Linked DNA regions of Mus musculus: regions 1 and 3 are each linked to region 2. Evidence: chromatin contacts called from public HiChIP or PLAC-seq and promoter capture Hi-C data. All regions are on one chromosome and are shown on one strand. The core of a region is the stretch at or near the end of the contact, and the rest is flanking DNA. Distances in the headings are between cores, read along the strand shown. Region 1 overlaps Itsn1 (intersectin 1 (SH3 domain protein 1A)). Region 2 overlaps Itsn1 (intersectin 1 (SH3 domain protein 1A)). Region 3 overlaps Itsn1 (intersectin 1 (SH3 domain protein 1A)).

The links. HiChIP or PLAC-seq counts read pairs in DNA pulled down with a chosen protein or histone mark. Capture Hi-C pulls out chosen DNA fragments and counts their contacts.
Region 1: a promoter capture Hi-C map of liver shows a contact between it and region 2. The contact joins two enhancer-like sites. A contact is called at or near these places in 9 of 39 promoter capture datasets (the 3T3-L1 cell line, 3T3-L1-derived adipocytes, embryonic stem cells and 4 more), 5 of 484 Hi-C or Micro-C datasets (B cells, LSK cells, bone marrow-derived macrophages and 2 more), 11 of 115 datasets of contacts at active chromatin or transcription factors (astrocytes, bone marrow-derived macrophages, craniofacial prominence and 6 more) and 4 of 9 other capture datasets (adipose tissue, embryonic stem cells, liver and 1 more).
Region 3: a contact with region 2 is called in an H3K27ac HiChIP or PLAC-seq map of embryonic fibroblasts, with 2.9 times the contacts expected there. The contact joins two enhancer-like sites. A contact is called at or near these places in 10 of 39 promoter capture datasets (the 3T3-L1 cell line, 3T3-L1-derived adipocytes, the HPC-7 cell line and 6 more), 6 of 484 Hi-C or Micro-C datasets (CD4 T cells, bone marrow-derived macrophages, liver and 3 more), 15 of 115 datasets of contacts at active chromatin or transcription factors (astrocytes, bone marrow-derived macrophages, craniofacial prominence and 11 more) and 4 of 9 other capture datasets (adipose tissue, embryonic stem cells, liver and 1 more).

What each region holds. Positions count from the first base shown.
Region 1 is chr16:91,861,604-91,864,303 of GRCm38.p6, forward strand. It overlaps Itsn1 (intersectin 1 (SH3 domain protein 1A)), which reads left to right. Exons shown (of 39, transcript NM_010587.2): 26 at 1,654-1,775. Among named protein-coding and RNA genes, the nearest start is that of Gm52262, 41 kb to the right of the region's middle. Within about 2 kb of position 1,443, at least 121 of the 459 cell types and tissues checked have an H3K27ac peak or open chromatin away from gene starts, as enhancers often do. A contact at or near this core is called in liver, where this site is marked.
Region 2 is chr16:91,745,302-91,748,001 of GRCm38.p6, forward strand. The region is part of intron 1 of Itsn1 (intersectin 1 (SH3 domain protein 1A)); the gene reads left to right. Among named protein-coding and RNA genes, the nearest start is that of Itsn1, 17 kb to the left of the region's middle. Within about 2 kb of position 1,425, at least 102 of the 459 cell types and tissues checked have an H3K27ac peak or open chromatin away from gene starts, as enhancers often do. A contact at or near this core is called in embryonic fibroblasts, embryonic limb bud and liver, where this site is marked.
Region 3 is chr16:91,845,279-91,848,068 of GRCm38.p6, forward strand. The region is part of intron 19 of Itsn1 (intersectin 1 (SH3 domain protein 1A)); the gene reads left to right. Among named protein-coding and RNA genes, the nearest start is that of Gm52262, 58 kb to the right of the region's middle. Within about 2 kb of position 1,308, at least 79 of the 459 cell types and tissues checked have an H3K27ac peak or open chromatin away from gene starts, as enhancers often do. A contact at or near this core is called in embryonic fibroblasts, embryonic limb bud and liver, where this site is marked.

The DNA of each region.
Region 1 (2,700 bases), core at 193-2,692, 120 kb after region 2:
TCATTACTTGAAAATCGGGCTTTCCCAGGCAAACAGTGAAGGTACCAAATGATAATCGTGCTTCAGAGTCTAGAATTTTCAGTTTATTTAAACAAAATCACACATTCTATTAATAGTGGCATAAAAAAGAGAAGGAGGCAGCTGTGCAATGATACGGTTGGTGTGGCCTGTCTTCCTGGCCAAAGTTGACCTTAGGAAATTATAGGTTAGAAGGGGCACTGCTCTGCTGAGAGGCTGTGCTCAGCTCTAGTTGGGCTCACACAGCCAGGAAAGGGGATTTTAGTCAGAGCACAAAGCTGGGCCTCTGCTATTGCTGGATGTTGTCTGTACTTGAACAGGCGCCATTCCAGAGGGTCCAGATAGTTCACTTACAGCCCTCAGATGGGCCTCACTTTACCTTGAAACTCGCAAGCTGTTTGGAGACACAGAGCCCTTTCAAAATGCCAGAACAAATCTCCAGCTAGTATGCCAGGTCCTTTGAGGAGCAAAAACAGCTGGTGCCAAATAGGACACTAATTGGGACTTTCTCCAAACCAAAAACTTGAAATCTAGAACTTGTCCTTAGCATGCCAGAGGAGCGTCCCTCCCTACACATTCCCTGCTTGGGCTCTTGGCTAGACACAGACTAGCTGGGAGCCGGCCTCCGGGCTTTTTGCCTTTCTGGGCTTTCTGAAGCACAGGCAGGCAGGCTGCTTCTCCTCCTCCTGTTGTGGTGGCCAGCCTCAGATTTCAGGACAGCGTGATAGGGCTGCTTAAAGGAACTGCCTCTTACTTCTGCCCTTCACTCTGTAGGCAGTGTTGGAATGTGGGGCCCCCACCCCCACCCCTTCTTCCCATCTCTTTGTACTTCATACTTCTTTCTTGCCATCCTTCCTTCCTTTCTGTCCTTTCGGGTTCACTGAGATGGGAATGAGTGTGGAGAACAGTTCTGGATCGCTCCCCCCCCCCCCCGCCCCCCTGGCCTGAGCTGCCCCAGACTTTGGGCTGTGGCCTTGCTGGGAGTCTCCTGTAGGGGCTTTCAGAGTCAGGCAAACCACACAACTATTTACGTTTTTTATCTCTGTGCTGAATTACTGTTTTCACCTAAAGTTCTCATAGCTCTGTGTTCCTCTTGTAACTTGAAATAAGTTAAACTCATGGTTCTGTGTTTCAAACCAGAAATTCGTGGATCACTCCCAGAATAGGAGGCCTGGCTGATTTGGCTATGTTAGTGGGAGACGGTCCTAAGCCGTGTGTGTAAGTGAGCTGTAGCCAGGCTCCTATGGGTTTCTGAGGAAAACCTCATTTCTCCCATTAGTTTTCAGGCAGAAGGAGGCGTCCCTCAGATTTATGGAGATGGGAGCGGGGTCCTGGCCCTTCATCCGGGCACATAGTAACTGTGGGAGGTTCTTTGACAGGACGCATGGGGGCAGGCAGGATGGCGGGGAGCTGCTGAGTCACAGGACAGTGAGGGCCGCACAAGTCTGAGCTAGACAGAGACAAACAGAGCATCTGCACTGTGGCTCCCAGGGAGGGGCAAGAGCAGGGGTCAGAGTGGGAAGCAGCCAGTCTGCAGAGTTCCATGACGTTGGTGTCTGATCCTGAACAATAGTGTGTCCTAGGATCTCTTCTCTTCACTGACAGCACACTGCAACGTTTGATCCTGTTTTTCAGAAATTGCCCAGGTTATTGCTTCCTACGCTGCTACTGGTCCCGAACAACTCACCCTGGCTCCTGGGCAGCTGATTCTGATCCGGAAAAAGAACCCAGGTGGATGGTGGGAAGGAGAACTGCAAGTTAGTGTCTCTACGTTCATTTAAAGTTCTCTGTCTAAGCATGAACACGCAAAGCCTCAAGGAACAGCATTGCACTGCACAGTACAAAGAACCCTCCTTATCTGAACCCTGAGCCTGATGAGGGGCGCCTGTGTCTTACGAGCTTAGTTCTGAGAGCTGCGGACCCGCTGAACGTGTATCCAGTTGTCCGACAAGCTCAGATAGGGAGTGCTGGAGACAGAATTTGCTGAGTAGGGGCTGCATAGAGACCTCCTCATGCGCCATGGCCTGGCAAACGGAATCAGCGCTTCGTTGGAGGTGTTTGGGACATGCTGACATGGCAGGTGTCTTTCATGCAGCCTACGTCGGTCATGATGTTGTTTTCAGTTGCTGTGTGTACCGAAATCACATCACTCATTCACGGTTCTGACACCTCCTTTAGTTCTCACTTCCAGACACAAAGATGCTGCAGAAGAGAGTCTGTGTATCATCATGGTAGCAAGTTAGGCTGGCCGTGGGATATATCTAAGGGGAGTTTTATGTAAGGACAAGAACAAGTGTATGGTGTTGCGTGGCTCCCTAGAAATGCTTGTTATTTGCAAGGATACAGTGATAACAGAGTTGAGAACTAGGGTACCACCTCATCAGGTGATTAAAATGACCATCACCCGTGGAGGCAAATGGATGCTACTTAGTAAAGGCACAGCATCCACGCTTTGTCAACAGACTGGGACCCATGATTAGGGGGCTGGAGAGATAGCTCATTAATTAAGACCTGAGGTAGGCTTTCAGTGCCCATATCAGGCAGCTTACACCAGCTGTAACTTCAGCTCTGGGGGATCTGGTGACCTCTCTTGACCTCTGTGCACCCACATACATATTCTATACACGTAAATAGTAAGACAGACATATATATTTTTTAAAGAACTGTGACGTAAGAGCCTGG
Region 2 (2,700 bases), core at 175-2,674:
GCTCTTGAGCTCTGCTGTGTGTGTGTGTGGGTGTGTGTGTGTGTGTGTGTGTAAGAGAGAGAGAGAGAGGGAGATCGATCATCCATCTATCTATCTATCTATCTATCTATCTATCTATCTATCTATCTATCTATCTAACAGAACAACTTCTAGAACCAACAGTTTACTTAAAAGACTTGTACAGTCAGCAGTATGGCTATTGGTATTTTCCCACACAGACCTAATTTCAAGTGATGGGGCAAGGCATGTTACCATTTCAAGCTCAAAAGGTGTGAGAGGTGGCAGAGGGAAGAAACTGCAGCTTCTTTGCAGCCTTGGCATGTTTAACTGTGCGGTGTCCCTGCCTCACCAACAGGACTGATGGCGTTCTGGTCATGCTGTTGTAAGGGTGGTCAGGCAGTTAGCACAGAGCCTCTGCATAGGAAATGACAGTCTCACCATCACCTTAATACATGCCTGGAGTGTGGGCTTTAAGACAAAAATGGGAGGTATTGTGTATTTCTTACTTGCAGGTAGATTATCAGGCCTCACATTGCTCCTCAGTTGTTCGTTATCTGGAAGAACTGCCTTTTCCTTTAAGCTTGGAAGAAAGAAGAGGGCCAGCTAGCTGCATGATAGGCTTCAAGCGGTCCACTGACTCAGAAAATACTGGACACAGTGCTTGCAAGTCAACATTAAAAGGATAAACAGCTAAGTTAAAAAGTGGGGAGAGGTATGAATAGGCATTTTTCCAAAGAAAATAAACAAATGGACAACAAACTCGTGAAAGATGCTCTACATGATGGAAACAAGATTGCACTTCTCACTAGGATGGCTACTGTTTAAATAACAAAAGGAAGGTGCCAAGTGCTGGCCTGGATGCTAGCCAAGCAGAGTCCTCACCTCACAGGCTGTTGGTGGGAGTGTCAGTGTTCGACAAAGCAAGCAGAAAGCAAGCGCTTGCTTGTCAGTAGTTAAATACGGAGTTATCATATGGCCCTGCAAATTCATTCCTACGCACACAGGCAGCAAAATAGAAAGCAGGTGTTCACATGAAAGTGAGCGTTCACAGCGGCACTGTGTTGGGGCTCCCTTCCAGGTTCTGGAAGTGATTGTTGCACATCATTGGTGCACGTATTAAATGTCACTGAGCTAGAGTGGTGAGTTTTATGTGTGCTACATCGTTATTCAATAAAGGACAGGAGTGTAACATGATGCTTATTCCTAGCTTACTGTAGCGCTGAGTTTCCTAAAATAACTTACTTTAACCTTAGTTTGGGTCATTTTAGGAAATCTTTTCAGTTCAATGAAATATTTCATCATTCTTGTCTTATAACCCCTAGAAAAGGTGAGAAAAGAAAGCAGGCTGTGAAGGTTTTGACATCTGCTTTTAGTGCAACAACATCATAGCAATGCAGACTGGTCCCCAGGGGCTAGCCGGAAGCAGCCTGCGGGCTCGCCTTGCTCTATACATAACAGTGCTTGCTGCTACTCCCCTTCACCCAGTACACTGGCAGCTCTCCAAAAAGTAACAACTCCGTCCCTTTGTGGCCAGTGGTTTAGGTGCTGGTGTGTGTGTGTGTGCGTGTGTGTGTGTGTCTGTGTGTGTGTGTGTGTGTGTGTGTGTGTGTGTGTGTCTGTGTCTGTGTCTGTGTGTGTGTCTGTGTGTGTGTGTGTGTCTGTGTGTGTGTGTGTGTGTGTGTGTCTGTGTGTGTGTGTGTGTCTGTGTGTGTGTGTATCTGTGTGTCTGTGTGTGTCTGTGTGTGTCTGTGTGTGTGTGTGTGTGTGTGTGTCTGTGTGTGTGTGTGTGTGTCTGTGTGTGTGTGTGTCTGTGTGTGTGTGTGTGTGTGTCTGTGTATATATGTGTGTGTGTGTGTGTATGTGTGTGTGTGTGTGTATATGTGTGTGTGTGTGTGTGTGTATATGTGTGTGTCTGTGTGTGTGTGTGTGTGTGTGTGTATGTGTGTGTCTGTGTGTGTCTGTGTGTGTGTGTGTGTGTGTGTGTGTGTGTGTGTGTCTGTGTGTGTGTGTGTGTGTGTGTGCTCTTTGGGATCTCCAGTCTATGCAAACAGAGCCAGATGACTTTGTTACTGCTCAGGAGTGACTAGGTTTGTAACCCAGTGTTCTTTTCAGGACATCATCATTTCTTGTTTAGGCAAGAACACATTTTACATTAACTTTGCCATACTTAGCCCCTCAAACTTTTAAAGTGTGTAATATATTTTAAATATGACAGTGACAACTAATATTTACTATTTCTCATGCCTAGGCAGTATTCTAGATAATTCTGCGGGTAGTTGTCCCCCAAATGGCAGAACAGGTACTGTCACTTTCATTTTATATCCAGAGTATAATATAGTTGAGTAGCTCAACCTCACTGTAGAGGCTGGTAGGTGGCACATATGGCCTTTGGACTCACAATGTCTGCCCTGTTAGCACTAGGGTGTGTGTTTTTTCTTACAAACATTGCCTAATGCAGCTCTCGGGCAATGTTTGCGTGGCATTTCTACTTGCAAAGCCTACCCCTTACCTCATCGTAGTACTGCACTGAGAGGTTGGGGAAGGGGTTGGGCTGGGCAGGGGCCCTAGCTAGCTAGTCAGCCCTAGGGGTTGGCTGAGAAGTGAGGGTGAGCTATAGGCGTCAGTCAGACCTCGTGCTCTGGTGCTTCTGGTCCTGTTTGCTGGTTGGACTTTCCCGCTGAAGAGTGCCCTTGTGCACGG
Region 3 (2,790 bases), core at 58-2,557, 100 kb after region 2:
AGTTATTGTAAGCCGATTGAAGAAATGGAAGTTAAGGGCTCGGAGAAACCGCTCAGTAGTTAAGAGCACTCCCTCCTCTTCCAGAAGACCCAAATTCAGTGGTAAAGAGGCAATTCTTAGCACCTGTAACTGATCTGATACCATCTCCTAGCCTCCAAGGACACGAGTGCATGCATGCCTGTGCTCAAGTAGACACACAACATTTTTTAAGTTTAAAAAAAATAATAATAAGAGCCAGGCAGTGGTGGCGCACGCCTTTAATCCCAGCAGTTGGGAGGCAGAGGCAGACGGATTTCTGAGTTGGAGGCCAGCCTGGTCTACAGAGTGAGTTCCAGGACAGCCAGGGCTACACAGAGAAACCCTGTCTCGGAAAAAGTAAGAGTTTGAAGAGATGGCTGGATAATGTACCCCAGGGTAGGAGAGGGTGAAGAATGGACCCAGAGTCCCATAGTCTGCCTTCAAATCATACCCCAAGCCTAAAGCTCTCTCGCTGGGCTTCATCTCCTAAAGGCTCTTCCATCCCTCAGTAATGTCACCCTGATGAAGAAGACGGTAGTGCATGGGAATGACAGGAATGTCAGTCGAGGTCATTAAAGAGCCAAATGTAATAGCACCTCCCCGGGAACCAAGTTGGAAATTTAAGAAAAGCCAGAGCTTCCTAGTGAAATGGCGGTCAGTGCCCATAGACCTGTTAGAACCCAAGCTTTAACCAAGCTGATTTCAATCTGAACTGACCGCTCTGCACATCTGACTTTCACGCCCAGCAGGCACGATACTCAGTGTGTAGTTAGTACTGTTTTGTAAACCAGCTCAACAGAATCTAGGGTCTGGGCTTCAATTCCATGATGTTGTATCAGAATTGCTCCCAGAGAAACTGGGATTGATGGGACAGACCTAGTTAGATAATTAAACTAAGACTAAGCTTGTTCATTAAAAAGCCTGAGACTCCCTCATAAAAGCCACAGTGGGTGAGCATGCTCTGTCTGAAAGTCCGTCATAGCTTGCCGTGTTACAGAGTGTATGTGCTTAACCTACTCAGCCTGTTGTACACTTACATTTTTTCCAAAATTAGATTGGCATTTTTGGCAAAGTTTTCCAAACTCAAGAAGAAATGTCTCGTGTTCATGTTGACGCTCTGTTTTCCAAGTGGTTAAGTGTTAAGAATGAATTCCTGCTGCCTGCTGTGGTCCTTAATCATAGTCGTTAAAATGAGCTAACCCCACAAGAGTAAGTTCACATTCCTGAGACCATGTCTGGGCCGTTGCTGAGGGCAGTAAGTTTCCTCCGCTAAAAGTGAAGCCCATGATGATTTCATCGTTGCCTTGGAGATGGGAGCTCTTGTTGGAGACGCTGGATCTGAGCTCAGGGCCCCTCCTCTAGCTCTTGACGCTACTTGGAGGTGCACTGTGACTTCTGTCCTTGCTGCTGGCAGGCTGGGTGGGGTGGGGCTAGACCTCTCCTTGAGATGTGTGGTCAGACATTGCTTCGAGATTTCTGATCTGGTTCCTTATGTCTGCCCAGAGTCTCATTAGCCAGGCAAAGAGATAACAGTAGATCCTAGGTCGTGGCAATACCAAGCAGTTATCATTTGAGGCAGTGAATGTTCCAGAAAAGCAGTAATCAGATACTAAATGGGTTCCTACAGGAGATGACCCTGGCAAGATTAACCAGAAGTGACAGGCATCCGGAGCAGAGAACCAAAGCTTGTTTAGAGTAAACTAGGTTAAAATGAGGTACCAGAACCAATGTCTAGATGTGAGAACACCGTATTAGTCAGAGTTGGATTTTTATAAAATTGTGGTTTTAAACTTTTATTTGTGCCCGGCAGATTACAAAGACTTATCAGAAGCCAGGAGTGGTGACACACATCTTAATCCCAGCATTTGGGAGGCAGTGGCAGGCAGATTTCTTGAGTTCCATGGTAGCCTGGTCTACAGAGGGAGTTCCAGGACGGCCATGGCTACACAGAGATCCTGTCTGGAAAACAAAACAACAAAGATGTATCCATACAAAGACAGGCATGTTATAGACAAAGAAACTGCAGCATCCAGAAGTTAAACTTGCCCACCTTGTACAGTTACAGCTACAGATCCTGCATTAAATTCGAGGCACTCTACACGCATAGCCCCGTTTTTCATCAGACTCAGCAGTGCTTTGTTGTTTGAGAGACACTCCTGACTCTCTCCCACCTGACTTTAGTCCTAAGGTGGAGGTCGCGAGCCTGGCCACCAACCTACTCAGTGCTTAGGAGGATAGCAGCCGCCATTTCCAGTGCCCAGCAGTTGCGTGTGGTATGACGCCATCAGAAAGCATGAACCAGGAGTTCAGAGCAGCACCAAAGTGAATCCAAGCAGAAGAACACAGCAGTTTATAAATAGCTGGCACTGCCTGGCGAAGGGAAGAAGCAGACAGTGGAGGGAGTTGACTGGGAAGCGTGCTTGCACCAGTATCAGTGTCAGTAACAGTGACCAAATTGTAAAGCAAAGCCAGCGCCCTTGACCGCACATGACCCGAGGGCCCGCCTTTCCTGTCCTCAGCCTTAAGTTACTTTTAGAGAGATGGCCCAGCAGTTAGGAGCACCTGCTGCCCTTCAGATGTTTAGACCTGCCCTGTTCCTGTGGTTGTTTGAAAAGTCAGTGGCCTCAGCTACAGGTCACATGTATAGACGTAAGAATAGGACTCACTGGACTCTAGTATTGGAGCCAGCTTTCTGACTGAGCGAGCTCTGTCCTCCAGAGCCACCTCCAGGTGCTCCTAAGCCAGGGAGGTAACTGTAGGATCAGTAGGATA